Regions from separate parts of the Mus musculus genome. Here all the other regions are linked to region 2. The links are chromatin contacts, called in public Hi-C, HiChIP or PLAC-seq and capture Hi-C maps. All regions are on one chromosome and are shown on one strand. The core of a region is the stretch at or near the end of the contact, and the rest is flanking DNA. Distances in the headings are between cores, read along the strand shown. Region 1 has its middle 31 kb from the start of Gm46480. Region 2 has its middle 45 kb from the start of Dleu7. Region 3 has its middle 15 kb from the start of Gm35247. Region 4 has its middle 14 kb from the start of Gm41171.

Region 1 (6,841 bases), core at 2,642-5,141, 510 kb after region 2:
TGTAAGGCATTTTCTCAATTAGTGATCAAGGGGGGAGGTCCCCTTGTGGTTGGTGCCATCTTTGGGCTGGTAGTCTTGGTTCTATAAGAGAGCAGGCTGAGCAAGCCAGGGGAGGCAAGCCAGTAAGGAACATCCCTCCTTGGCCTCTGCATCAGCTCCTGCTTCCTGACCTGCTTGAGTGCCAGTCCTGACTTCCTTAGTGATGAACAGCAGTATGGAAGTGTAATATTCAGTGTAAGCTGAATAAACCCTTTCCTCCCCAACTGCTTCTTGGTCATGATGTTTGTGCAGGAATAGAAACCCTGACTAAGACAATCACCTAAAAGAATTCAAGCTTCTTTCTTTAATTCAGCCAGAGTGCTGATATATGAAGAGTAGAAAACCCAATACAAAGTGGCAGTGCTTTTCCAGTTCATCCCATGGCGTCCACAGCACTTACAGTCTCCCTTCTTAGGGCACACTCTCCAGTTGCATACTGATGGTAAACTGCAGCCAGATAGGTGGGTAGCGTTACCTTCTGCATGACGTAGGCTTCTGTAACTGCATCCGCAATGATGAAGTGCTGAGTTTAGCAACTGACCTACAAATCTGCCCAATTAACAATGAGCTCTAGCAAGCTGTGTGAGTCATTTAGACGATGCCACTGCCTATGAACCCATTCATTCCCCCAAGTTGCCATCTTAGCCATGTATTGAAAATATGTTTAATGATCAAGTATCAGTTACTATGATTATGCAATATTCTGAAAATATCTCTTTCATTGTAAGAGACTAGAAATTCTACTGGACCAAACAGCCAGAATTAATGATACGCCTTGAAGTCACTTAAGACTTAAGATTGATATCCTACTGTGCACTCGGCCTGCTTAACTTGCCTTTAAGAGCACAATATAACCACCAAACTCATTTGCCTTGGATTTACCATGCAATCAAGTTTTACAACCTAAGCTAATGCATAGCTGCAATCTAAAGTTAGGTGCTCTTTCATGTCCCTGACCCAGAACAGTCACGGGTAGCATTTGCTGAAAGCAGCAAACACAGATGTTGAAAACAATCTTCTAAAGTGAAGCTCCACCACAAATGTTGAACATAACGTATATATTTATATTGGTTGGTAAACAATGGTGTTTGTAATACTGTTTGTTATCTTGGTCAGTTGGGGCCAGTTGGAGTCCCTGACTCAGTCCTTTATAAACTCTGTTAAAGATTTCTATGAAGTATTCCTCAGCCCTTCCCCCATGTGATGTTCTCTGTGCTGTCCAACAAATACAAAGCAAATCCCTTTGTGAGGGACAGACAGACAGACACACACACATACAGTTACACATAGACAGACATTAACACAGACACAGGGACAGATTCACAAGATCCAGGCAAGTACAGATTCAGACTGTACAACAGACAGTGGAGCGAAGACACAGCAAACATAAAGTAGATAATTCAAATCTGGACTCATTCTTGGTTAAATGACTCCAGGGAGACACACTGGAGTCATTTCTTCCTTAATGCTACACTGATGTGTTCTTGGTGACTCAGAGTTAATCACCAATGTGTTTAACCCATGCAGACTATAATCTTTACCACCACTTCCTACCTTAAAGATTCAGGATAAATATAAAATAGGTTAAAAAAAAAAACTTTAAAAGCATTTTCTTCACACACATCCATTAAGAATCTTGAGTCAAATGATAGAATCCTCCACTGGTGGTGGCTCATGCAGGTAAAGGGTTATTACCTTCACAGAGTAAGCAATTGGGCTTATAACTTCATGGTCACAAGCGGCTGACCCAGCTCTAGGTTACATTTGTAATCAAGCAAAGATGAAGGGTCAAGAGCACAGTGTTTTGGGCACCCTTTCATCTGCCATCAGGAGCACAAAAGCTTTCTTGCAAATCTGCCTTCTCCTGTTCCTCCCCACCCCCTTCTTCCCAGCAGACTTCTGCTCAGGTCTCACTGATCAGAACTGGGTTTCTCAGTCATGCTGTCTTAGTTAGGGATGTACTGTTGTGAACAGATACCATGACCAAGGCAACTCTTAAAAGGACAACATTTAATTGGGGCTGGCCTACAGTTTCAGAAGTTCAGTCCATTATCATCAAGGCTGGAGCATGGCAGCATCCAAGCAAATGTGGGGCTAGAGGAGCTGAGAGTGCTACATCTTGTTCCACAGTCAAACAGGCTTCCAGGCAGCTAAGACAAGGGTCTTAAAGTCCACACTCACCGGGCAGTGGTGGCACACGCCTTTAATCCCAGCACTTGAGAGGCAGAGGTAGGCGGATTTCTGATTTCAAGGCCAGCCTGTTCTACAGAGTGAGTTCCAGGACAGCCAGGGCTACACAGAGAAACCCTGTCAGGACAGCCAGGGCTACACAGAGAAACCCTGTCTCAAAAAACCAAAAAAAGAAAAAATAAAAGTCCACACTCACAGTGACACAATTCTCCCAACAAGGCCACACCCACTCCAACAAGGCCACACCTCCAAATAGTGCCACTCCCCGGGCCAAGCATATTCAAAGCACCACCCATACCTAGCTTCAAACTCACTATCCTTATCTTCGGTGACAGATCCCAGTTGGCCTAGAATACTGTCACTGTCCAGGCTGGACATGTTGCTGCCAATATATGAACCAAATCTGAGTGTTCTCTGTAAGGAAAAGCAGACACAAGCTAGCAGCAGAATCTAGCCCTGTTCAGGTCAGTAGTGCTCACCAGAGTTTACACAGCAAAGAGCTGTTAAAGGCGCAGGAGTCAAGATGGGGTTTTGTCAGAGGGAAGGTAGAAAAATGAAAATTGCCTGGAGTCAACTCTCTTCTCTCAGGCAGATTCTTGCTGAGCGTACAAACAGGTCTCAAGCCTGGAGGTTGTACTACCTCTGCACCTCCAGCGGACTGTACAGCTTCTATAGGAATAGGAAATGAGTTGGAGACCAGGAAGCTTGACCCACACAGGCTCTCACTGCTGGACACATTAAACAGTGGTTTGGCTTGCGATTTTTCAACAGTAGATTGGGGAGAATGTGGCGTGCATTCAATATTTTGATTGTTAAATCTGAGTCCTTTCCTAGCCTAGCCATATGAAGTCTAGCCTCTATCTGGAAGTGAGGCCGTATCTGCCACAGCAGCTCCCAATCAGTGGGGCAATAACAAGCAGCAACACCAAGCCACCATAGCCTGAACTTGAAGTTCCTGTGTGAACCAAGGCTTGACCCTACTGTAGGCTGGTGAGCTTCTGAGTTAGGCTGCTTTGCACTACCCCACCCCGACCCCACCGCCAACTCCCTGCAAGCGGGCCTTTTCAAGGACTTGAGGCTTGCTTGCTCTTTCCTTGGTGCACAGTTTAATCCACAGATCTACGGTAGCTTCCTTCGCTCCCTCATTCCAACCTCTGGACTAGCTGAGGTTAATGAGTAAGGGGCTGGTCAGGTCAGGGCTTCCTTTTTGGCAAGGATGACAGAGTCTTCTCCCACAGTGAGTCAGGACATCAGCCCAGGGAGCTGCCAGCAAGGCCAGGCTTGGGAATGCTCCCTAGCCAATGACAAATACAGAAGTCATACTAGATCCTGGAAAAAAAAAAATGAGAATGGTCCACAGGGAGTTCCTCGGGAAGTGGGCTGGGGACTGTTAAACAAGGTTTAAACTGAAGTTAAAGCTCCCCACTTGCACTTCTGGGATAAAATAGAGCACTTTAATCAAGGGCAGTTATAAAGCAGGAAGTTCAATTTGCCTATTGAACTGAAACAAAACAAAACAGCAACTGTGCCTTGTTTGCTCCAAAGCAGCCCGACTACCATTCTAACCTGTGTGCAGAAAACTTGCACAGGAGCATCTAAATGTGTTCATTTTAGATTTTTCTCAACCAAAGTTCTCTCCTTAGAGTCTTTATTGTGGCGGGGGCAGGGAGGGGGAAGTGCTGCCTCTTTAAACAAGCTCTCTCTCCGGGTTTTAAAATGCTCAACTCGTTTCATTTTCTTGATAAAATTTATCTGTGATCAGGACTGAGTCAGACCAAAAATACTTCTATAAGATTTGACCTTTTACTGAAATCCCACATTGAGATAATACACCTAAAATGGTGGTTACCAGTAAGGCTTTTGTTTTTCAAAAGTACATTTAAAATAAATCACTTTTTTTCAAGCAGAAAACTGTTTTGAATTAAGTCCTTCACAGCCGATCAGCCTGAGAGTTCTCGCTCTTTGATTTCCTTTTCATGCAAATTACACCAGGAGAGTTGTGCGTGTGTAGCACTGTCCAAACCACATTTAGCTTTCACATTTACTTCGTGTCCAATTAAGTCTCACAAGTTTACTTGCCTGTAAGACTCTATAAGGATTACATTATTTTTTTTACTCCTAAAACAAAAACAATGCCAGCAAAAGCCATTTTTTATTGTTAGCGAATGAAACATTTTCCAATTTTACAAGGATAATTAATTCTTTGCACTTTTTCTCATGATGATGAAAATACTTTTTATTTTTGTGTGTACTCTTGTTTTTTATTGGCTAAATTTGCTTTTCAACAGTTCCATACCCACATACAACACATTTTGATGACTCTCAACCCTCCCTCCCCCTTACCGCCTTCCTTCCTGTACAGTCCCCACCCGGCTCTGCAGCTCTGCAACAAGTCACTTTCCTATGTCCAGGCCCCTTTGTTTCGTTCAGGGATTTTTAAAGCACGGTTGTCTGTGTGACCGAGAGTTTGGTACTCTCTGTTGGAGCGTACTCTCTGTTGGAGCGTGGTGGGCTCATCGTTGACTGTATGTTGAAAGGCAGTGAGGGCAACAACTTTTCATTCCTTCTGATGAAGTATTTTCATGTATTTTTTTTTCTTAATTCCAACAAACTCTTAAATGCTTTATTATTTAAAGAGTTTTTAAGGGCTTTTCATTTGAAGCTCTGTGACTTATTATAATAGCTACTCACCCCAGCTGTGAGGAGTGCCCACCTGGAGTTTAATCACCTGATTTCTCAGTGAATTCTTGTTTACCCTTGAAATGGGGGGGGGGGAGAGTGGGAGGGAGTGGTGAGGGGGAGACACAATTAATGACAGATTATCTAAAACAAAATCAACTCCAAAATTCCTGTGAGAGGCTATTTGTGTTAGTGGCAGATTTTGCGTTTTCCTTAGCAACTTGCTGTGAACACCTGAGGATAACAAAATTTTGAGCTGAACAGGAAGTCTAGGAAGAAAATCATTATGAAGCAATTACATCTAGTTTTCTAAATCACCATAAAAGGAATGTGCTGCCTCCAGAGTTAGCAGTGGTGAAGTGACAGGTTTTAAAATTGGATCAGAGAAGCAGGATTGGATGGATCTCAGGTAGTAAAGAGCTTCCCTGGCACGCACAAAGCCTTGCCTTCCATCCCCAACACCACAGAAGCCAAGCCAAGTTAGCTCGGGCCTGCAATCCCCACTTTCAGGAAGTAGAAGCAGGATGATAGGTTCAAGGTCATTTTAGCTAGCTGCACAGAGTCTGGCTGGGAAAAGCTAAAGATTTCATCAGCCCAAATGGCTGGTGTAAGCTAGAAAGGAGAATGAGCTGAATGGTGAGAAGCCGGATGGTTAGGCTCAGGGAAAGAGTCTCGGGCACGGTGTAGAGCAGTTAAGCCGCACTGCAACAGGTAGCCACCAAGAAGAGGGAGAATAGAAGAACAATGGAATAGGAAATCTGCTTCCAAGTCACAGGGGACAGCAGCAGCAGGAATGGCCACAGAATCTAAGGAAAGCCAGTCTTTTGTTTTAGGGTTTTGTTATTGTGTATTAGGTATGTCTTGTTTTGTTTATATTGCTGTGGATAAAACTTCTAGACAAGGCTAGCTATCTCAGACCTCAAGTCATCTGACACCTTTCTTTTGGACTAGCCACTGAGCAAAGAGAAAGTTTATCACAGAATAAAGACCATTGTAGCAGGTTTTGCCTCCTGGTCTATTGGACTAGAGATTGTAGGAGCTACACCTTTCATAAGCCAACCCCACAAGAAGGAGTCCCATACGCAGGATGTTCTGCACACCCCAACACTATTTTCCTGTGCTAATGAAAGAGTAGTAAACTCAGTGCTCCAAGGTATGCTAATCATAAAACAGATAGCGACATTCCTCCACCCACCCACTTCCTGGGTTCAAGGAGTATTCATTCAAAGAAAGTCACCCTGACCCACCCTGACCATTGCTGGAACCCGCTTTGCAAAGGTGCTATTGTTAGGGGCTCTTAGAAACTGTCTTAAAAGATAACCTGAATAATGTGACTTTGCACTTCCTTGTGACTCTTAACTGGTATCTTTGGTATCCCACACACACACACAACGCCCTCCCCACTTCCTTGAGTTGTGGTTTCTTCCTTTAAATACCCCCTTATCCAGCTACTCGGGGCGCCATGGTCCTCTACCCCTGCGTGGTGTATGACCATGGGCCCGAGAGCGCTCTTGAATAAAAAATCCTCTTGCAGTTTGCAGCAAGATCGTTTCTTGTGGATGATTTTGGGGTGTCGCCTCTCCTGAGTCAGAACATGGGGGAGTCCTCACGTTGTGGGTCTTTCACTAAGAGCCGTGTAATCTTACCAGCTAGGCCAGACGGATGTTGACAGCTTTTGCTTAGTCGTAGTCTCGACTGACGCGAGACACTGAAACAGAACAATTTTAACCCCAGCACTAGTGTGACAGAGGCAAGTGATTCTCTGAGTTCCAGACCAGCCTGGTCTGCATAGTAAGTTCCAGACCACCCAAGGAACTAAAGGAAGAAAAAAAGCATTTTATTGAGATGAGTCCGATCCAGTGTTCCTCTGAGACGAGGCAGGTTAGATGGAACTGATAGTAAGAAAAACTCGCTGGATCCTTGTGTCCTGTCA
Region 2 (7,616 bases), core at 4,870-7,369:
GCTGAAGGAGTTGAGAGGGGTTGGATGCAAATCATGAGGCTTAGTGACAAGCACCTTTACCCACAGAGCCATCTGGCTGGCCCAGGGATGGGAATTTTAAAAAGCAAGGGTAAAAGGGTCTTCTTGCAAGTGATATGTATCTCAGGGAACAAATATTTGATGGTTTCTCTTGGTTGCCAACTTGACTACATCTGTAATTAACCCAAACTCAAGCTACTAGGTGAAGGATGTATTTGATTGGATCATTCGAAGTGGGAGGACCCAACCTTAAATCTGGGCCACACCTTCTGCTGGTAGCCTGTACAGAGGACTTGGAAGAAGAAAGTTCTTGTTGTTTGCATCCTTGCTCTCACTTTTGCTGGCAAGTTCAACCCTTCACTGGCATTAGAACCTACTTCTTCAGTGTTCTGGTGGATATTAAAGACCATCTGTGCCGTCCCGCCTCATGGACAGAACAACCATTGGACTCTTGGGCTTTCTCTTAGGAGACAACCATTGTTGGAACAGCCAGACCCCAGCCTATAAGTCACTCTAACAAATCCCATATCTATCTATCTATCTATCTATCTATCTATCTATCTATCTATCTATCTATCTATCTTATTTGATCAATTGTATCTTATTGTTTCTCTAGAGAACCCTCCCTAATACAGAATTCTTATTTCTAGAAAGTTGTAGTGCCTCCCCAAACATTCATGTTAAATTGAGTCACCCCCACGGTTTAGCTTGCTAGCAATCATTTCCTAAGCCTTTTCCCTGCTAACCTCACACAGGTAGGGAGTTGCAGGGCCCCAGGCTGCTTGCTGCAGAATTATCTATCAGGTTATTAGGAGAATCTCAGGCAGTAGGAAACAAAGAGTTATCAATACCATTGATGGCTCTCTCCTCACCTCCTCAAGAACCACACGCCCACTTTCCATAATGCAAGGATGTGAGAGTACAAAGAACCGAGTGGAGTGTTTTCCAAACTAAACGCTTAAGGCTCTGGGTGGTTTATTCAGCCTGGCTGCTTTACTGTCCACTGCTGAAGCGCTTCGTTTGCAGGAGATGCACAGTGTGTTTGCCCTGCTTGAAAGATTCTGCTAGTGGCTATGTTCTTCATGCTCAATGCCCTTTCTTCACCCAAGGACAGTTTAAGAAGAGTAGGTTGCAATTAGTACATTAAAATTACACGTAATGGGAAGGGACCCATAGTCCAGAGTGTCTAATCTCTTTGGTTGGTTGGTTTGTTTGTTTGTTTGTTTGTTTTTCCTCATTTTTTCCTAATCTCTTTTGAAAGCAAGGAAACTTTCCAACAGCAAGAGGAGTGCTTTCTTGGTTTCAAGTTTTCCCTTGAACACTTTTGAAGGTTTTTAAACTTCTTTTTACACGCAGTCATACAGGCTAAGCACTCTTCATGGTGCTCTTGGGTCTGAGTGCCACCTGCTGTGACTACCAGATGCCACCTCTCTGTCCTTTTCATGCCACTAGCTTCTGTCCTGTGCTGTTACGCTTTCTACTTTCCATACACCACACTTCCCCCGTGCACTCCCCACAATGTGTCAACCCCAGGTAGACATCCTCCCCACTTGGTGAAACATGATTTATTCTTCAAACCTGGCCCAAATGACACCTTGTGTCTGGAGCCTTCATTGTCCCCCTGTCATTCTGTCTCCTTCAGGAAAAAACCAAAAACCTAAACTAAACCTAAAACAACCCCCAAAGACAAAACAACAGACACCCAAACTACTCTTACTGACTCTCAGAGCTCTTGACATGTTGATAAGCTGCACACACACACACACACACACACACACACACACGAACAATCCAACAGTGGAAACACAGTGTTTCAGCCACACAGGAGTGGGCCATCTGTAACACCATCCATTGCCTTAGAGAGAACGAAGATAGCCCAGCAGACAGCTATCATGTAGTAAAAGTCTCCAAGTCCAGCAAAGAGGAGAAAGCTTGTTGCCATAACTTCTGAGGATAACATTATTCAACTATTGTCCCCAAGTCAAAAGTGTCCATAGAAAATATTTTAATTCCCTTTACACTAGTACCAAAAGAAGACTATATGTAGCAGTCATTTTAGAGTTCATTTCCAATCAATCAACTGACCAATCATTAATCAATCAACCAAGCAATCAACAATCAATCAATCATCAATTGATTATTTTTCTTAGTAGACTCTTGTTATATAGCCCTAGTTGGCCAGGAATGTATTAGGTAGGCCAGGCTGGCCTTGAACTTGGTGTGACCCTTTGCTCTGCCTGTCACAAGGACTGCAGTTGTGTAATCACATCTGGGTTACAGAGTCTCTTTTAGACAAGATCCTAACCTCTTCAAGTCTCTGTACTTAGTTCGATCTGTGCAGGCGTAATTAGGGATGGGAATGGCTAGTATGACTGCAGACACAGAAATCACTACAGTTAATAAAATTTCCCTTGCAAAATAGCCACTAACCTGTCCAATCTACTGGGGAGGAGCTAAGACAGAGAACAAACTAGACAAGTGGCATGCAAATAACAAAACCACTGGTGGACGTAAACCTGAGCAGCTTCTGCCTTTGAGCTTCAAAACGGGAAGCCAGAGGAGTAGTGGGAATGGAGAGCGGGGAAAACATCTTTGTAACTTCAGCCCTCCAGCTGGAGAGAGAGGGGAGGACTCAATGCCTCTCTTTAGAGGGTGAGGAAGGCAGGGCAGCACCAGCAGGACCTTGGACCAGGGACTCCAGAGAAACAAGACTGCCTGGCTTTGGCTGCGGCCTCTGGGTGGGGCAAGACCAACTAAACTGGCATACCCGGAAGTCCTTGCATGGCTGGAAGGTGAGGTGGTACGGACAGCCTGCTCCTGGCTGCCACCCACGAGGCCCTGCGGCAGGCCCCACCGCCAACGCATAATATGATCTTGAGAAAGCTGCCCTCAGCACTCCACGTTTAGCTTTAAATGGAGAAAACTTCAGTGACGTTTGTGATGCTGTGTAACCCGAGAGTTATACATATTGTGTTGCACATGCTACTGTTTTTTCGAAGGAACTGTGAGTGCAGAGTTATTCCGCGTGGAATAGACTGTTTCCGTCACCCCTTTCATTATGCTTCTATTAACATCAGTAAAAGGTTTCACAACTGGGCAGACTGATGTCTGTCACCTTCCAAATGACCCTTGACAAGGCCATTTGGTGTGGTTGCCTGTTACAAAGCCTCTTGGAATTTTGCCCTGTTGTCAGTGGCTAGACCATGAACTCTCTTTAGCATGGTCTCCCTGAGCACAAATTCTAATGCAGGGGGTGGGTCAGTAGACATTTAATGAACATGTGGAGTGAGGTCCATTGTGGTGGGGTCGCTTAGAGGCAGTGGGGCCACATGCTTTGTCGTCCCCTGAGGTGGCACAGAAGCAAGCTCAGTACTGGAGAGAATGACTAACAATCTGGAAATGCCATGTTCCAAACGAAGGGACTCTAGTGTTTCTCTTTTACTGAGTTAAAATAATTAATAATTAATAATAATAATAATAATAATAATAATAATAATAATAAATAATAACTTGTCTTTTTCTATCTTTCCAGTCCCGAGGGAGTGCCATAGCTGTTGAACTCAAGTTTTAACAAAACACAGAAAGTCCATCTTCAAATATGACAAGAAATTGCCATTTCCTCTTTTCCTATCTTTCATTCCCAGTTCAAAACCAACTTTGATTTGTTTGAAAGCACATGCTGAGACATTAGCGTTTTACCTGGGCTCCTTGGATCCCACAGCAGGCTCCAAGAGAAAGGATAGGATAGTGTTGTAGGCTTGCTTGGGCTGTGATGTGACCCCTCCCAGCAGCTGTGCTACCCACCCTGGCTCAGGCTGGAGCCTGAACAGAAGCCTCCAGGCAGAGGCCACGCCCCTCAGAGCCCCTTTTTCCCATGTCAGCGACTTCCACTGGTTGAATTTAAGATCTAGCTCTGCTCTCCCAACTCATTCCTGGAACAACCAGCTTTATCCGGTGTGCCCGTACTCAGAGCTTTCAGACCCTCAAGTCTGTCCCGTACCAAGTCTATTTCTAAACCTTTGACCGATTTACGTTCCCGCGCCTTGTCTGCAGCACGTTTTGTTTGCTGTGTTGCGGTGTGTTCACTACTTTTTGTTAAAAGCGCGACATTAAAGGGTTCTGTATATTGCTCATACACAGATAATGCAAATCTGTTTCCCTCTCCCAAACCTGTTTTCCTGCCACCGGGGCTTCCTGACTTTCCCCGGATCTAACTCAATGTCACCAGAAGAGCTGGGTATAAGACCTCTTTGGAGTTTAGCATGGGCCTGGGAGTGTCCCAGCATTCCTCACTTCCTGTCACACTCCATTGTTCAGAACGAAGTCCCAAGCCAAATGGAAGGGCCATCATAGGCCACACCCACTGGAGTAGATAACCTGGAATTGGTAACTAGCCTATGGAGAAGAAGGGAGTGTGGCTGCTGGTGAATAGCAGCCAATGGTGTCATCATTAGCTATGTAATACTATGCATTCGCTATGTTAGACTCAGCATGGGGTGCTTTAAACTGCTGGGTTACGCATGCCACTGAACTAGCTCTGGCCCATATTTTATTATTACTAATTAATTCATTTATCTATTAAGTATGTTTACATGTAAGTATGTGTGTTATGGCTTATGTGTGTGGAGGCCAGAGGACAACACATAGGAATTAGTTCTCTCCTTCCACCATGTGATTTCTGGGGATAGAACTCAGGTCCTCAGGCTTGGTAGCAAGTAGTTATATGCTGAGCCATCTTGCCAACCCACAGCTATATTTTAGCTCCAGTGTTTGTTAAATGAGTAAGTAGCTGTGACTGACAGTAATCATACTACCCTTCCATTTCCAGTCTTTGTACTGAACCTCAGTTCTGCAGAGAGCTTTAAAAGCAATCTCAGTGTGAGTTAAGACTCCAGACAACTAGAGAGATACTTAAGGAGCACTAACTGCTTATTGATAAGCTAATAGGAACACAACATACTTGTAACACCGTTGTCAGCTAGAACTCCAAGATGGGCTGTCTTAATGTTTCAACACTCTGAAGGGCGGTTTCATATTAACCAAAGCCAGGCCTTGTCATGCTCCTACGGTGGCGTGTACGCTCTTTTCGTGTGAAATCTTGGTTTGTCTCTGCCGTATTATCTCTACCGCTGTCTTCCGAGAAGCATAGGTGGACTGGCTGAGAGAACAGGGGTGGGGTCCATGCAGCCCTTCCCTTTCCTTGTAAGATACATGATTGGCTGAGAGCAAACATGGTGGCAGCCCAAGTTCAAGGTCAAGCTTGCTTCTTCCTCTCACTGGAACCTCTTCTCCAGTCAGGTGTCTGCATCGGGGTGGGGGTGGGGGGTCATTGGAGTCCATGCCATGTAAACTTGAGCACTGAAGTCCCAGCACCAGGATAAACTGCCTTCTTCCTCTGTGTCCTCACCCGGCCCCAACTCCATCTTCCACTGTCCTGAGTCATCTCATTCAGGTGGGATCATAGTAGCCCTGTCCCTTCCTTGCCTTTTTGCTTTCCTGGGGACATAGCTCAAGTACATTTACTCACGTCGATGAATACCTTTCTAACTATTCTTTTTTCTTTTTCCCCCCTCGTACCTTGATGGGGAGACACTGTTTTTCAGATGAGTACAACAGCGTCCTATGGCTGTTCTACCTTCCTCAGGAAGGTGGGAAACCTGTAGAGCATCTTTGGCTTTCCTGGGGCATCTGTAAAGCTGGTTGATGAGGGTAGAAAAGGTTGGGCTGAGTAGTGGACAGAGTCCTTTTCCTCTCACACCCAGTGAGACTCCACCTCCTCCCTGAGCCTCCCCCGCCAGAGCTTGGCTGTCTGCACTCCCTGTAGTTTTGAATGTCCCCAGCGTGCTTCCTCTTTTGTTAGTGTGTGAGAGGGGACAAAGGTTTCTCAGGGCTGTCCTTGAACATGGATGATAGTCAGACTCCATGGCCAGTCTTCAAAGATTACAAGAAAAAACATCAGGGGGCCTGGGAATCTGGGAACATCCTTGAGTTTCACATGAGATCCCTGTGGGTGTAAGATGACACCTCAAAGTCTACATACACTGTGTCGCAGACAGACTCTAAGAAGGTTGGAAGGGGAAAAACAAACTTCTCTCCCACGCAGCTCCAACTTCCCCCTTCAGATCTTGTCTCTTTTGGTTTTGAAACAAAAGCAATATTAATGCTGACAGATACATAAACAGGGATATAAAGTAGACATCTTTGGGACACCAAGATTTGCGGAAATACTTGCTATTCTGTGCTGAGATGTTTCCATTTCCTTATGTGCCCTTTAACTATATTTTAAAACACTCACAGTGGGCAGTTTACTTCTCTGGGGTTGGTTAGCTGCCGTGTGGAATTAGGATAAAATCATTCAGAGGTTCATTTTGGTGCTCATAGTCCAGGAGTTCATATGTGTAGTCTGTCTTGTTTAGTCTGTTTGTTATTCAGCCCGGTCCAAAAGCACTATAATTGTGCACTTTCAAGAGTAAGTAGTAGATGCTTGTTTGTGTATCTGCTCAGTTCCAACCTGAGAACCTGGGTGCTCATGCACACCCCACACACTCCACATTATGGTGGAGGACACCAGACACTTCGTAGGCAGCATTTCATGTGAACAACAGACAAGCTATCAGATGCCACTGTCGTGCTGTGATGGGGCTCTGTGTGTTGGGAAGCAGGCTCCAGATATATGTTCTCTGAAACGGAAGCAGTTTATTTACAGATATAGAAAGGAAAACCGAGGTTCGTGTCACTGCAGCCTTCCCGGCAGCTCTGAAACCTGCACTTGGCTGAGAGTTGAAAAGATGACCCTGATGTTAGGGTGACTGCCCCACATGCCAGGGGAAATGTGCCCAGGAGAACCTGCTCCCACTTCCACTCTCAGTAAGCCTCCCCCCCCCAAAAAAAACCAAAATGGGAGCAAGTAGGGGTCCTCAGTAGAGTCTTCAGCTAGCATCCTTTATCATCTTCACTGCCACACCGGAAACCCAGGATCCGCCCTTTGATGACACTTTCATCTTCCCCAATCACAATTTCACCTCTTGCCTCTTGGAAAGTGCTGGAATGTCACTTTAATTTCAGGAAATAGAAGAGCATGCTACGTGTACACAGTGTGAGGCTCTGGCTTTGGGAGAGATTGGAGGTAATAAATGGAGTCTCTTTAGAGCATCCACATAATACTGAGATTCCTTCTAGTCAATACTAGAAGAGCTTTCCTTGTCTTCACCCTGGTCTTCCTCAGCCTTGATTTTATTTATTTAATGATCTCTCCATCCCCAACCTCTCTTAAACACACATACACATAGAGACACACACAGACATACACACAGCCGCAGCCACACAGACACACTGACACTCAGACATACACATATAAGGAGGGGGAGAGGGAAGGAGAGAAGGAGGGAGGAAGGGAGGGAGGGAATATTTCATAGGCCAGCTTGGAGTTTTAGAATCACTGCATACAATATATTTCTGCCCACATTCTCAGACAGGGTTGAGGACCGTGGCACCTGTCCAGGTTCTATGTCTTAGCCAATATTCTATTGCTGTGAAAAGACACCATGACCATGGATTTAGGCCTGTAGAGAGTCAAGAAATCACAGCAGGACTATAGG
Region 3 (7,315 bases), core at 775-3,274, 440 kb after region 2:
TCCACTACTTTGGAGCAGCTGTCCATCACTCCAGTCTTCCATCCCTGGCTCCACTCCTTTGGAGCAGCTGTCCATCACTCCACAGCCTTCCTTGCCTTTGTTTCCTTTTGTTTTATTGCATTTATTTTCATCCACAAAATGTTTGTTGTGAAGGTACATCAAGTTTGTGCCCTTTCGGAGTTTCCTTTCAGCCTAACTTCACAGTGACATGACTCACTTGCCCATACTACTGCACTTGAAAAAGAAGAAAACAACAAAACTCACCATGACTTTGTGTTTCTTTTGGTTTGGGTTTCTTGCTTTTTATAGCACATCATTTTTTTCCTCATGAAATAAAGCCAGTTCACAAGTGATCTGTTTGTAATTCAACAGATGCAATGAGGGAAATAACCAGAACAGAGTTCACTCTCAATATGACACAGCAGGCACAGACTGTTAAGTTATATACAGTAATGGGTGCATTCTGTGGTGTGTGACTTCTATCTCAATAAAGCCATTTTTAAATGACAGGATGAGACTCGAGAGAAGAAACTTACAGTAGACAGGAGGAGCGGTCCTGCATATTGTATGGAATTAGAGGAGAATCTGACAGGTCAGTGAATAGCTAAAGTGTGTTTGATCTGTTGATATGCGTACGCTTCCAGCACCCTAGCAACTCGCACCAACAATGTAGTATATGCTCTGTTTGCATCTTCATTGTTAATGTTTCGTTTAAATGTTTTAAGTATTACCACACTAGAGGCTATGGAGACGGTTCAGTCAATACAGTATTCCAGGGCAATAAAGCCTTGCAGTTATGAGAGTGAGAGTTCAGACCCATAGCATACACATAAAGACTAGGCACAGCAGTGCACATCTATAACTCAAAGGCTATGGGGTTGAAGACAGGGCAATCCCCAGAGCCTATAAGCAGCCAGTCTACTGAAACTGGGTAAGCTCCTTGTTTCAAAACTAAAGAAATATGGGATCTGAGTCCTCTCTCTCTTTCTCTCTCTCTCTCTCTCTGGGTGTGTGTGTGGGGGGGTAAGGTGCTTGCTACATAAATATGAAGACCAAAGTATGAATCTGTGTCACACCGCCACACATCTGTAGTCCCAGCACAGTGGGTATATGGGTCTGATGGTCAGCTAGTCTGGCACAAGTGAAAAACTCCAGGTTCAATGAAAGACCCTCTCTCAAAAAGTAAGCCAGAAAGAAGCAGAGGAAGACACATATGTTGATATCTAGATACACACACACATGCACACACACACACACACACACACACACACACACACACACATGTGGAAAGTAACTGAGAAAGACACCCTACACCTATCTCTGGTCTCCACCTGCCCGTGTACCATGCACATGCACACAAAGACTGAAACACCCACACACAAACACATGGTGCAACACATAATACACAAAAGAGTTACCATATTAAAACTCCAGCACACTATCAATATTGCATAAATAAGTTATATGTGTAATCCCAGAACACAAAGGAAAAAACTTACCTGAATTTTTCTCCAGTTTTTGCTGGAAAGCATACACTAGATCAGTCTACAGAATTAGGCGAAGTCTAAGGAAATTCTATATCCTGTCCAATTAATTAAGGGGTTACAAGCAATGACAGTAAATTAATTTTTCTTGCTTCAACCAAACACAAGCATCTCAAAGGTCTTGGGTAAAGAGCTGACCAGTGACTCTGTGGACTGCTCTCATCATCATCTCCAGCAGTCTAAGCCCCAGGACAGGGAGACTTGGTCAAAGCAGACAATCCACAGCTGGGGTGTCAGTTCATTTTTGACTCACCATCTCTACACTACATGAAGTGGAGATCCTGAAAATGAACCAGCTCATTAGATAACTTGATTGCTATCTGAATTTCGGCCAATGTACACAGCCTGCAGGTGGAAGAAAGAAATATAATATCCGATTTCGTAAGCAACATTCAACTGCAGGTGCAGAGTGCAGCCTTCTCACTAGGAAGGAAACTGCACTGAAAGCATCCCTGGTTTAAGACAGTCCTGGAGGCTCTGCCTCTTTTCCTGTCCCTTGGTTCTGCTTTCACTGTGCTGACTCCAACACTTAGACTCTCTCTCACCCAAGAATGAAGCTGGCCACTGGAAACTTTACAATCACACTGTCTTTATAGCAAAGGAACCCAGCAGAAAGATCAAGCCTTATCCCAAACAGTTCCAGCCCAGGGCAGGCTTGGACAAACTGTCTGAGTCACATGTCCTCTCCCCAAGTGTCACTACAGTCAGGCACATGGGGCTCCTTGATGGTCCAGGCTTGGGCCACATGCAGCCTTGACTCTAGAATGCTGCAGTCAGCCCCATGAAAGACTGGGGAGGCGTGGCATCCACAGAGATAGCAGGCAGGCAAAAGCTTGCACCCCACACACACAGTAACTACCTTTCATGGCATAGTAATTTGGCACTGATGGCTGTAGCCTTGGGCTTTGGAAATTTACCAAAGTTCTGTCTCCAGTACATGGATAATGCTGCTAACCTGGGATGGGAATAAGTAATTCCAAATCAGAGACAGAAGAGGCATTCAGGGAAAGTCTGCCTGCCTGCAGATCACCTTCACTCTGAACTTGGGGGAGGCATGTCTAAGATGCATCTGACACTGACATCTTGACTCTTGGGTTAGCTTGTGTGTCAGCCTATGTGTGTGCTGGCATTTTTTATGAACGTATAAGTACCATTCCACAGCAGCCCCTGATGGGGTTCACAGGCTGTGAAATGTAACAAAGCAGATAAATATCTTGGAAATGCTCATAGTTTCTTTGATGGACATGTGAAAACATTAAATAGGAGCCTCCCAAATGTTTCCTTTCAGCCTCATATCATAGGAAGAACCAAGATTTCAGTAGGCTGCAAATGATGGAGCTGATTTTATACAGAGTGCTCCAGGTATCAAATTGTTTGATGCTGCTGTTGCTGGCTCTTCTTCTTCTTCCTCTTCCTCTTCCTCCCTCTTCTTCCTTCTCCTCCTCCTCCTCCTCTTCCTTCTCTTCCTTCACCTTTTCCTCCCTTTCTCTCCCTTTCCTCTCCTTCTCCCTTCTTTCCTCTTCTTCCACCCCATCCTTCCTCTCATCCTCCTACAATGTCCTCCTCCTCCTCTTCTTCCTCTTTCTCCTCTTCTAGATAAAGGGTCACTATATTTCCAAGGCTTGCCTTAAACCCCTGGGCTCAAGTCATCTTTCTGTTTCACCCTCTCAAGCTTCCCTGGGAATACTGATTCACACCACTTCCCTGGGATTCACTGATTCACACCACTTCCCTGGGAATACTGATTCACACCACTTCCCTGGGATTCACTGATTCACACCACTGCACTTGGAATTATTTTTTATGCTACATAATATCATATGCCCTTGTAGTAGTTTGAATATGTATGGCTCCCATAGGCTCATAGGGAGTATAGCCTTGTTGAGTAGATATGGCCTTGTTAGAGAAAGTAAAAATGTGTCATGCGGGGAGTGGGAGCTTTAAGATCTCCTATACTCAAGCTATGCCCAGTGTCACTCATAGTCTTTCCTTCTGCTGCCTGTTGATCAGGATGTAGAACTCTCAGCTCCTTCTCCATCAACATATCTGCCTGGATGTTGCCATTCTTCCTGCCATGATGATAATGAACTAGACCTCTGAAACTGTAAGGCATCCCCAATTAAATGTTTTCCTTAGTAAGAATTGCCTTGGTCACAGTGCATCCTAATAACAATAAAACCCTAACACTCCTCAAAGAAAAACAGTATGTCTCTTCAAAAATGTAATTCAGAAGTTGCCTGCAATATGTACCTTGGTTTATGATGCCTTACCATAGCACTTTTGAGAATAGAGTATGTTTTCAAAGTCTGATAGCTCCTAGTTTCATTCTGTTGCTGTGGTAAAACACTGGCCAGAAACAATTTGGGGAAGGAAGGGTTTATTTGGCTTACACTTCCAGGTTGCAGTCGATCACTGAGTTAAGTCAGGGCAGGAATTCAGGAAGGAATCATGAAGGAGAGCTGCTTGCTGGCTCAGTCACAAGCTTCTACTTCCCTAATTTCCTTATACAGCCCAAGACCTAGTGCCCAGGAATGATATCTCCTATGGTAGCAAGAGAACACACAGTCTTTCCTTTGTGCTCAGAATTATGATTTTAATGATCACGCAGGGAAAGTGTACTTGCGTTAAGACACCACCAGCCACACCCACCTCCTCTACGAAGTTGTAAAGTTCTGACAAGAGTGATGAATTCCAGTTTGAGCCCACCAGCAGGAGACAGATACCTTACCAACTATCTGAAGAAAGATCATTAAGGCACAAGACTGAGCTTATGAAAGTAGGGTAAAGGGGCACCTCACAGGCATCAAGGAGAAAGGTCTTTACTGAGCAAATGAAGACTCAGAGAGTCTTTTAAAGGCTGAAGTTCAGACTGCTAAAGAAATAACATTCATAATTGATCCTGGTATCTCCCAGCTTGAAGGAAGGGCTCCCTGCGCTGAAAGCCTTGCAGAGTGGGGTATCTCTGTAACGATGTGGAGACAGACCCTACAAGTGCTGCAAAACCACAGTCTGGATTCAGTTGGGGCAGCAGTCCAGGGACTGCTTCCCACACAATAAAGAAAGCTACTGGGCTAATGCCCACAGGGGTAGGAAACAGTTTTCCAGAGTCCTTCCAGAGGCCCCTACAGACAGAGCTCGACATAGACACTGCAGACAAAGCAGCAACACAGTATTTAGGGGGCCAATCCCAGCATCCAAAACAGGAAATGAACCACTGAAAATCGGTCTTCTTTGTTATTGCAGCAAAGCCTTGCCTAATCTCAAAACCAACAGGTGATCATAGACGTCAGGAGATGGTCACTTCTTAGTCCTTGGACTGCCTGGGGACTGGTGCTGATCCATGACCCAGGTGTTAGTTTAAGGGAACAGAGGTTTGTCTTTTGTACACCACTACTTCCTGATTCTCTCTGAACGTCCTAGTTCTGATTTTGCAGTCTAAAAGAGACAAACTCTGCCTCACTCCAGCACAGAGTTTCATCACTTGTTAAAAACTCCTTAACTTAAAAAGCTACGCTCACATCTCAAGTAGAGCTTTGAATTAGAAAAGGAAGTTGTAGGGGGAAAAAAGAAACATATAAATGTGTGTGATATATATAAAATATCATTATGTAAACTTATATAACACCAGATATAAATATATAAACATTTCTTTTCTCCACTTCCTACACCAGAAAATATGTGGTATATCTGTGTACAGATGTGTGTGTTGTACAACTGTATGCCTTACATGTCAACCGTTCCAGAGACTGTCACCACAGAAAATCTTTTCATTTTCCCCTCAAACAGCTAAGGCAGCACACTGCATCAGAAGGTCATGGTACAAAGAGAAGAGAGAGGAAGTATGTAGAAGTGAAGATGAACTGCCATCCCTAGGGTAGCCACTGGGCTCCATGTAGCTGGTGTTGATGGGTGTGTAGGCTTAAGGGTTGGTAGAATTAATGGGGCCTCTTAGAGGGTCTAGCTTGGATCCCAGTTATGGGTTGACTGTGGCGTCTGAAGACGGCACCTCTGCTAATGGGAATGTTTCAGGAGCTGGTCCATCCCTGTGTCTGAGAAGCGACATTTGCATTGGGCTACCCAAACACACAGAAGTGAGGTGGGCACAGGGAGTTCCCTGCACACAGTCTCGGGGTGGGGGGCACCCAAAAACAGAGCCGTAGAGGGCTGGGAAGTGAGCTGCAGAGTTATTCTCATGGCACTAGAGTTCTGTGAAATTTGCCGTCAAGTTAGTTCTGGGCATGAAAGTAAATTCAGGCAATAGCACTCACAGCCTGTGGTAGGAAATACATACCTGCAGGATCAAAGCCTAAGGCAGTAGTTCTCAACCCAGGGGTCTAACAAGCCTTTCAAAAAGGCCCCATATCAGATATCCTACATATCATATGTTTACATTATGATTTATATAACAGTAGCAAAACCACAGTTATGAAATAGCAACATTAATAATTTTATGGTTGAAGGTCACCACAACTTGAGGAAGAGTATTAACCGTGCACAGCATTAGGAAGGCTGAGAACCACTGGGTGACCACAGCTGGACCTCTGTCCTCTGAAGGTCAGGCCAACACCCTTCTAGATACTTCTAGATGTTCCTGAGTATATTGAATTACACAGAAATTATAGTTTTAAAGAAATCAAACAATTTCTTATATTTAAAAAAGGCATTTTGCCATTCACAGAGGCTTGAGACATCCAGATGTCAAATTTTAGTACATATTACACTCTAAATCACTGGGAGAAAAATGTCTCGGAACAGCATCTTCAAATAAAAAGCCTTGGACCAATTACGGACTCATCTTTCGTGCCCTTTCATGCCAAAGCTAACATACTTTTAACGAGATATAGCAGAGCTCAACACCAAATATTAATTTCTCATTGACACAAAGTTTATATGCTCAGGAATTTATCATTAGGCACATCCAAGTGATCAAAAATAGACACTCACACATCTATGTACTGATTAAGCACATCTGCACATAGGAGGCGATCAGTGGAAACAGTAAAGAATATGCAATATGAATGATAACGTGAAATGAACATAAAAGCAAAGAGGAACTCCAAAGGGGAAATAAGAGTCAACAGATATCAGAGTTCAGAGTACAGTCTCCCACTGCTATTCCCGGGCATATAAGCTTTGTGTGAATGAGAAGTTAATATTTGGTGTTGAGCTCTACTATATACAGTTAAAATGTTAGCTTTGGCATAAAAGGGCACTGGGGATGAGGAAATAATTGGTTCAAGGCTTTCTGTGTGAAGAGGCATTTTCCTGCCAGTAAGTTATAATATAAATAAAATGTAAATAATAATATATAAATAATAAAGTACAAATATAAATACTAAAATGTATAGTGCTAAATGTTGAAATGTGGATGCCTCAAACCTATGTGAATGGCCAAAGGCTTTTGTTTTCCATGAGACTGTTCATTTTCTTTAAAAAATATAATTTCAATGTAATTCAATAAGGGATGATATTGCTTGAATTCAGGACATCTAGAACTAGCTAGACTAGCATTAGCCTGGCCTTTGGAGGACAGAGGTCCAGCTGTGGCCATCACATGTTAGGGTGGTGTGAGAAGCTGGTGAGGTGTGGGAGCAGCAGCTGCAACTGCATACCCCACCACATATATGTTATCCTCAAATTATTTTGAGTGCACAAATTGGAATTTATCTATGAGGATAGTGGTTTTAAGGGGATATAGGAGAGATCTGCCCTGGATGCTGACATTGACCATACCATGTGTTGTAAACGAGTGTTCTATTGCAAGAACTGAG
Region 4 (7,145 bases), core at 1,124-3,623, 380 kb after region 2:
TAAATGGGAGGGGGTCAACACATGACCTAAATTCACTCTCAGTGACTCATTATTGATACTTCTTTTTTTCCAAGACAGAGCCAAGCACAAATGCCTGGCAGTTCTCCACAGGAAGCAATTCCGTAGGCCTGACTCCATCAATCAGTCATTCCTGGCTTCAACCATTTAACTGGTTACTAATCCCTCTAATTGCACTATCTCACAGTCTGCTAGGCTATCAAGAAAGACTATCAAAGACATCATATCTATTGCATTGCCTCTCACAGGGCTATGGGGCCAAAATAGAGATGAGTCAGCACATACTGACTTTTCAACGATTCACACAGACTTCTGGTGAGCAGTTTCCTGAGCTAAATGTCCACCAACCACACACACACACACACACACACACACACTTTGTGGGGTGAAGAAGGGTAGTATTTGGACTGAATCTTTATAAGGTAAATACAATTTTCCAGGGTACACACAGAGCAGAAAGGATAGTTCTGACTAAGTGTGCACAGTTAAGGCAGATAAAAGTGTACTGGTTTGGAGCTAGAGCAGTTAAGAGCACATACCATTCTTTCTAAGAACCAAGTTCAATTCCCAACACCCATTTCGGGTAGCTCACAACCACCTGTAACTCAAATTCCAGGAGGCACAACACCTTCTTCTGGCCTCTGCCGCTACCTTCAAAGACAAACCAGACCTCGCCTCATGCTTGCCAAGCCCAAGGTCAAAGCCCTTCTGTGTAGCACGCAAAGCTGCAACCTAAGCCTTTGTCTAGTTTAAAGCACAATGCAAAAGCGGGCAGAGTGACCTCGGGTGTAATGAGGAGTGTTAGAGGTAGGGAAGGAATGGAGGACTGGGAGAGCCTTGTTCTGAAGCTTGGGCAGCTTATGAAAACTGGCCTACAGTTATCTCTAAGCCAGCAGTTCTCAACCTGTAGGGCAAGACCCCTTTGGGCGTCAAATGACCCTTTCACAGGGGTGACCTAAGACCATTGGAAAACAAAGATATTTACATTACAACTCATAACAGTAGAAAATTATAGTTATAAAATAGCAACGAAAATAATTTTATGGTTGGAGGTCACCATAACATGAAGAACTGTATTAAAGGGTCTCAGAATTAGGGAAGCTGAGAGAACCACTGCTCTAAATGTACCTTGAAGTTTAAGTGTATAAAGGACTATACAATAAACCTTCCCTCATATTATTTCCTAGAGAAATAATAAATGTTCAAAGACAAAATAGAATTATCAATTTATTTGTGAGATTACAGGCAGATACATAAAAGAGTTAAGAGTGTTCCCTGGAGAAATACATTCTCTTTATTAAGGTCCTTTTCTGGCCATGAATTTGTTTCCCATGCACTTAGCCAACATTCAGAGATTTCAGGACAGTGATAGCCCCTGCAGAGGGATTACTGCCCACAGGCTGAGAGGACAAACCATAGATCTCCTCATGCTGCCATGCCCGAGGTCAGAAGTCTTCAGTATTGTACACAAAGCTGGAAATTTCCAAATAGTCTAAGAAAACGCAAACCATTGCAGACAGTTTTCCCCCATTATTTATGATGCGGCCCACGATAAGATGGAGATGTTCTGAGCCTGAGATGCTCTGTGTAATCAAGACAAAGTTAATGGCTTGTTTGAGGAGTCGGATTCTAGTCTTGCCTGAAGGGGTCATTTTCAAGCTCCCGTTCCTTGACAGGGTTAAGCTGCTCATGGATTCCTTGGATACAGTTACAAAGGGTCAGTACAATACAGACCCAATCTTTAATGCTCCAAGATAAGAATGAGCTGGGGGTATAGATCTCTCTGTCTTGCCTCCTTCATTTTTTTCTGCCTCTATAGATGGCTGAAATGCAATGATTTCAGTAGATTGAAGCTACACAGCTGGGCCAGCAGCACCAAACCACCTTAGCTGCTTGTGAATTTGAAGCAAGGTTTCAAGTATTGAGTCATGAGGCATTTGGCCATCACTTTTAGCATGCCTGCACTTGGGCTCTTGAAGTGTCTTTGGGCTCAGGAAACAGTGGCGGATGGCGATGCTGGTGACTGAGGCAAGACTTAAGCAGACTCTGTGCCCTGCTGCCAAGGAGCCTTGAACAAACACCTGGTGCAGCAGGATCCTCCTCTGAAGCCTTCACAGTGCAGCAGGCGGGAGCTAACCGTGATGGCCTTTCTAGCTACCATCAGCTCAATTGTTATAAAAGCAGGAAGTGCGGGTCCTAGAAAAGAGCAAGTTCCTATTTTCACAAGATTTCTCAAACTGTTTCGAAATTTCAAAGCACCAAGCCATTGCTTAAAACTAGAACACAGAGCTGTGGCAGCTGTAAGAGTCTTGAGAGATCATCGATTCTAGAAGATCTTTTGACGGAGAAGGAAGTGAGGCCTTCACAGGGGAAGTAGCTGTACAGACCTGAGGGAAAGAGATTGGGCTCCTCACTTCCCTCTAAGCTGTGTGTATGCTGCCTCCTCTCTGTGGATTCTAAGTCAATCTATCAATACTAGGCCAAAGGTGGGATGAACAGATTCTCCATCTAGCTCTCTTCCACATCTGTTCCTGTCTAGCTCACATGTAGATATCCCACACTTCTCAAGCATTACTAATAAGCTCATGGCCTTCTTAATGAATTGTCCAAACTAAGATAACATATTCCATCCCTTTCTTTGGTTTTTGGAACAAACTCAATTATTTGAGATGGCATGAGGGCATCCCTTTATGAGAAGGGAGTGGATTGTGACAGGCGAGAAGAAACACTAGGTTGGACATGGCTTCATTGCATCTTCCAAGGGTTCATGGTAAACCTTAGTCCTCAGCACTGCCATGTTAAAGAGTAATGAGACCTTTAAGAGATGGGACCTCAAAGGAGATCGTTAGATCTTTCGGAGCATACTTAGGCACAAGGTAGCTGTTCCTAGGGCACCCTGGCAAGTTCTTATCAAAGGTTATAAATTATGAGATTCATCTGCCGCTCACTCTGACTTCCTGTTTTGTCATATAGTTGTGGCTTTTCTTCTATGGTCCTTCCATGACATCATCCACAGTGAAGCAGTGGGGTCAGAAGGTCCCATCAGAGCAGACTTCAAGCTTTGTCCTCTCAGACATCAAAATCGAAAACTAAATACCCTTCCTTCCTTCTTTCCTTCTTTCCTTCTTTCCTTCTTTCCTTCTTTCCTTCTTTCCTTCTTTCCTTCTTTCCTTCTTTCCTTCTTTCCTTCTTTCCTTCTTTCCTTCTTTCCTTCTTTCCTTCTTTCCTTCTTTCCTTCTTTCCTTCCTTCCTTCCTTCCTTCCTTCCTTCCTTCCTTCCTTCCTTTCTTGAGAGAGGGTCTCACCATGTAGCCCAAACTGGCCTAAAGCACTGAGACTTCTCTGCTTCTGTCTCCTGAATACTAGATTTCCACTCACTATATCCAGCCACTATATCCAGCTAACCCCATAGGACAAAGGAGGAAGTAGGATCTGAAGAGTAAACACAGGGCAACCAACCATTTTTTTAAATGAATTATAGAGAAAAATAAATTAAGGTCATGAGGGTCTCAGAAAACGCAATGTTTGCCACTAAAGCTGTTGGCTCTCTCAGTCCATCGCACAATCTTCCACAGCTAGCCTCAGAAGTAAATCTTATCAATGCTGACATCCTCAAAACCATAGCTAAATAAAGTCACAGACTTAAGCATAAATTAACAATTGGCTAGATGAGGCCAGGAGGTGCCTGAATTCACTGAGAGGCTAGCCAGAATGAAATCCTAGCAGGCGAGTGATGGGTTGGGAGAAGTTCAGAACTGCTAGGCTTCTAACACACCAGCAGATCCTGCACTGATTCATTCTCATTCTCTTTCTCTCTCTCTCTCTCTCTCTCTCTCTCTCTCTCTCTCTACACACACACACACACACACACACACACACACACACACACACACACACACACACACACACAGTGAGAGAAAAAGGGGTGGAGGGAGAGGGAGAGAGAAGCCATTTTTTGGTTTATTGGTCAGTCTGCCCCACTTCAGTTTTACCTGGGCTTCGTCCGGTTCACTGCTATGGACTGAACCCCTTAGTGGAAACAGGACAGGAGAATACTTTGGGAGTCTGGCTTGTGTTTCTCAGTCCAGCATCTCACTCATGGCAAGCACACAACTAAGTCAAGAAGACTATAAAGAAAAACATTGCCATTTTACTGTCCCTGCTTTTGTAACTGAAGAATGACTGGTGAAGGTTTTACTAGTAGTAAAATCCTTTGCTTGCTTATAAAGATCTTATGTTGAGAATACTTTCTATCACAAAGGGAAATGAATACGCATTTTTTAAAGTATTAAATAATAACTATTTTTCCCCTGGGCTTCCAGAATGTGGCATTTATTGGTACTGTTCAGAATTTACATTCAAAGGACATGAACTATCTAAGTTCTTATGAAAGGCATTGGGTTTTTAATTTGCAAAACACCAAATAACATCACAAAATATTCACTACAAAAACAAAAAACAAACAAACAAACAAAAAAAAACAAAAACAAAAACCTGTGTTGCAATTAGAATAGGGGCTGACTTTCCCATTAACAATTCTGGTTTCCAGTCTGGCTCAGTAGCTAAGCAATGTCATGGCTTTGATGAAGTTTCAATAGTCTCTCACATGTGGAGTGGAATGATGGCATCTCTGGCTAGTGTGGAACTCACTAAGTAGACCAGGTTGTCCTTGAACTCCCAGAGATCCACTCGCCTTTGCTTCCCAAGTGTCCTATGGGAGCCAGAATGAAGTGTAAAGCCAATGTTTTCCATAGCTCTTCCAGTAGAGCTTTGAGTTTAGACCGTTGACTTTTCTTTGGAAGAGATTCCAGCATACCTGCTTGCTTCTACCAACCTCTTCCCACTCGCATCCTCTTCCCATCCCCAGGGAGAAGCAGCAAAGGCAATTCTTTGCAATCCCTATCAGAAGTCAGGCTCAGGCAAGCTAGATGAACTGTGTAGCATCACCTTAGCCAGAACATAGTGGAAATGAAAAACCACTCTGAATATCTCAAGAGGCTCCCTTTCCTCTGCCTGAGGGCATCGGGGGTCAATGAAGACACCCTCACAAGAGAAACCGTCTCAGAACAGGTGAGAGAAAACTCAGAAGCTGTGTTCCCAGGTCACCTGGAGACAGCATGGTCTGCAGGTCAGAATAAAGGGATCGCTTATCAAACAAGTCCAGCCAATGACCAGTAGTAAAATGGTGATGGAAAGTAAACACCCAGACTTAGGGATGACTGTGTATAAGCAAATGGACCTATGCCTAAATTAATTAATTAGTTAATTAATTGATACAAGGACTTTGCAATACTGTTGAGCTAGGTTATAAAACCACACTTCATGATGAAGCAACACCTTCCTGAGAGACCACATGCATGCAGCTTTTCCAATAAAAGCATGAGCAGGACCTTTATCAGTAGTCCCCAAATCTGTAAGGCACCAAAGGCTATAGATTCTTGCTTGCTGGCTCACAAAACTCTTTGTTAAGCTGACAAGAGGTTAGCATGCCCACAACAGGGACCTAGTACTCCACATCAAAAATGCCTTCACTTCTGGTCCAGCCATATGACAGAGGAACTTTATTAGCCTTTAATAGTGCATGGATTTTGAATTCTTAGATTTCAAATAAGAATGTGCAGGTCTGTGTTGTTTTTTCCATCTTAAAACTAGAAAGTAACTCAAGTCCAATTAATTTTTATTTCACTTTGTGTCTAACACAAACCTCCAGGTAAGACTACTCAAAAGAGAATTCTAGTAAGCCAAGAAATCATATGACAGTCATTTTTAAGACTGTTTTATGCCTGGGAATAAACCCAGGATATGTCTATAAAACCAGGAGAAATTAGTTCAAAGAAAAATCAATCATGTATAGAGTTCCCAAGGTCACCGCTAAATAACTGTAACACAACTGCAAAAGAAAATGTTTTCATCAGACCGCGTTGTTAAAACCACTGAGTTCTGATGTAAGAGAAGACGCCAGCCAAGTCATCTGATGGGTGTTCATAAAGATACCCCAGAGCAGTTGCCTACATTTTCAACTCTGCCTTGATATGTACCCTGGGAGAAGCCAAGGCCTCCAGACCTCGCCTCTCTTGGACGACTGCCTAGAGCAGGCTTGAGAGGAGAAGACAAAAGTTACATCCTGAAAACAGCAACATAAAAGATCAAACAAAGCCACAAAATTCCTCTGTTTGAGGGATATTTTTTTTTTTTAAGTTATAAGGTCCCTGGGCAGGGCTTAGGTGATTTCAAGGTTTGCGTGGCTCTGAATTATTTTAGGTTGTCACATGGAAAATGGGGTAAAGGCGGTCTCCTGAAGTTGCTGAAAAGCATCTGCTTTCAATCCAAGTATTGGCATCCAGTTTGGAAGTGAGAAACAAATCCTAAGGAGAAACACTGCTGAAGGAAGAAAGGGTGCGTGCATCTCGGAGAGCGGGCAAGGAACGAACGGAGGTGGTGTCCACCTTAGTCCACTGAGCTTGACTGTAACAAGATAGCCGAGATTAAGCATTTGCTACAGAAAAGAGGCTTATTTAAGTTACAGTTTAGGAGGCGAAGAGTCGGGATAAGGTAGCCCCATCAGTTTGGTCTCTGGCAAGGGATCTCTGGCTACTTTACACCATAGCAGAAGGCACCATGGAAGAAACATGCATTAGAGGAAAAGGAGGGGTCACATGACCAGACAGAATAGTCCAATTGAGGCACAAAGAAAGGAAGCTGGAGTTTCGGGAATGGAGTGACCAACACTGTCAAACACGGCATTATTTAAAGATGATAAAACCAGTCAAGGGCAGGAATTAAATGTGACCATTGAAGACCATTGGTAACCTTCACCTTACACTTATTTTCTGTTGCTCTCTGAAGTCGTAGATTCTAGGCTGGTCTCTGGTGCTAAATGATGAACACACCAAGACAAATCCTCCTTTGGCAGGCAGAAATTAGTCAAACAATCATGCAAATTAAATGACTCAAAAGATTCTATGGTAGATGAACTAGACATGGACAAGCAAGATGAGTCAGCTAAGAACTGCTTGTACAAGAATGACAGTCTGAGTTGGATCCCATAATTCGTGTGGAAGAAGAGAATTGGATCCTATAAGTAGTCATCTCACCTCCACAAACACACCGTGGTATGTGCATTCACAC

The links. A called contact is a pair of places that touch in the nucleus more often than the background predicts. HiChIP or PLAC-seq counts read pairs in DNA pulled down with a chosen protein or histone mark. Capture Hi-C pulls out chosen DNA fragments and counts their contacts.
Region 1: a capture Hi-C map of bone marrow-derived macrophages shows a contact between it and region 2, with 10 times the contacts expected there. The contact joins two enhancer-like sites. A contact is called at or near these places in 6 of 484 Hi-C or Micro-C datasets (Sertoli cells, bone marrow-derived dendritic cells, bone marrow-derived macrophages and 3 more), 6 of 115 datasets of contacts at active chromatin or transcription factors (T-cell acute lymphoblastic leukemia, bone marrow-derived macrophages, embryonic basal ganglia and 2 more) and 2 of 9 other capture datasets (bone marrow-derived macrophages and embryonic stem cells).
Region 3: a Hi-C map of microglia shows a contact between it and region 2, with 4 times the contacts expected there. The contact joins two enhancer-like sites. A contact is called at or near these places in 5 of 484 Hi-C or Micro-C datasets (Sertoli cells, bone marrow-derived macrophages, hemogenic endothelial cells and 2 more) and 1 of 9 other capture datasets (embryonic stem cells).
Region 4: a contact with region 2 is called in an H3K27ac HiChIP or PLAC-seq map of bone marrow-derived dendritic cells, with 6 times the contacts expected there. The contact joins two enhancer-like sites. A contact is called at or near these places in 1 of 15 datasets of contacts at CTCF or cohesin (large pre-B cells), 7 of 484 Hi-C or Micro-C datasets (ECoMG-derived neutrophils, bone marrow-derived dendritic cells, bone marrow-derived macrophages and 3 more), 7 of 115 datasets of contacts at active chromatin or transcription factors (acute myeloid leukemia, bone marrow-derived dendritic cells, bone marrow-derived macrophages and 4 more) and 1 of 9 other capture datasets (embryonic stem cells).

What each region holds. Positions count from the first base shown.
Region 1 is chr14:61,734,326-61,741,166 of GRCm38.p6, reverse strand. No RefSeq gene overlaps it. Among named protein-coding and RNA genes, the nearest start is that of Gm46480, 31 kb to the right of the region's middle. Within about 2 kb of position 3,891, at least 137 of the 459 cell types and tissues checked have an H3K27ac peak or open chromatin away from gene starts, as enhancers often do. A contact at or near this core is called in bone marrow-derived macrophages, where this site is marked.
Region 2 is chr14:62,244,099-62,251,714 of GRCm38.p6, reverse strand. No RefSeq gene overlaps it. Among named protein-coding and RNA genes, the nearest start is that of Dleu7, 45 kb to the left of the region's middle. Within about 2 kb of position 6,119, at least 35 of the 459 cell types and tissues checked have an H3K27ac peak or open chromatin away from gene starts, as enhancers often do. A contact at or near this core is called in acute myeloid leukemia, bone marrow-derived dendritic cells, bone marrow-derived macrophages and 1 more, where this site is marked.
Region 3 is chr14:61,798,745-61,806,059 of GRCm38.p6, reverse strand. No RefSeq gene overlaps it. Among named protein-coding and RNA genes, the nearest start is that of Gm35247, 15 kb to the left of the region's middle. Within about 2 kb of position 2,024, at least 13 of the 459 cell types and tissues checked have an H3K27ac peak or open chromatin away from gene starts, as enhancers often do. A contact at or near this core is called in bone marrow-derived macrophages and microglia, where this site is marked.
Region 4 is chr14:61,856,724-61,863,868 of GRCm38.p6, reverse strand. No RefSeq gene overlaps it. Among named protein-coding and RNA genes, the nearest start is that of Gm41171, 14 kb to the right of the region's middle. Within about 2 kb of position 2,373, at least 83 of the 459 cell types and tissues checked have an H3K27ac peak or open chromatin away from gene starts, as enhancers often do. A contact at or near this core is called in acute myeloid leukemia, bone marrow-derived dendritic cells, bone marrow-derived macrophages and 1 more, where this site is marked.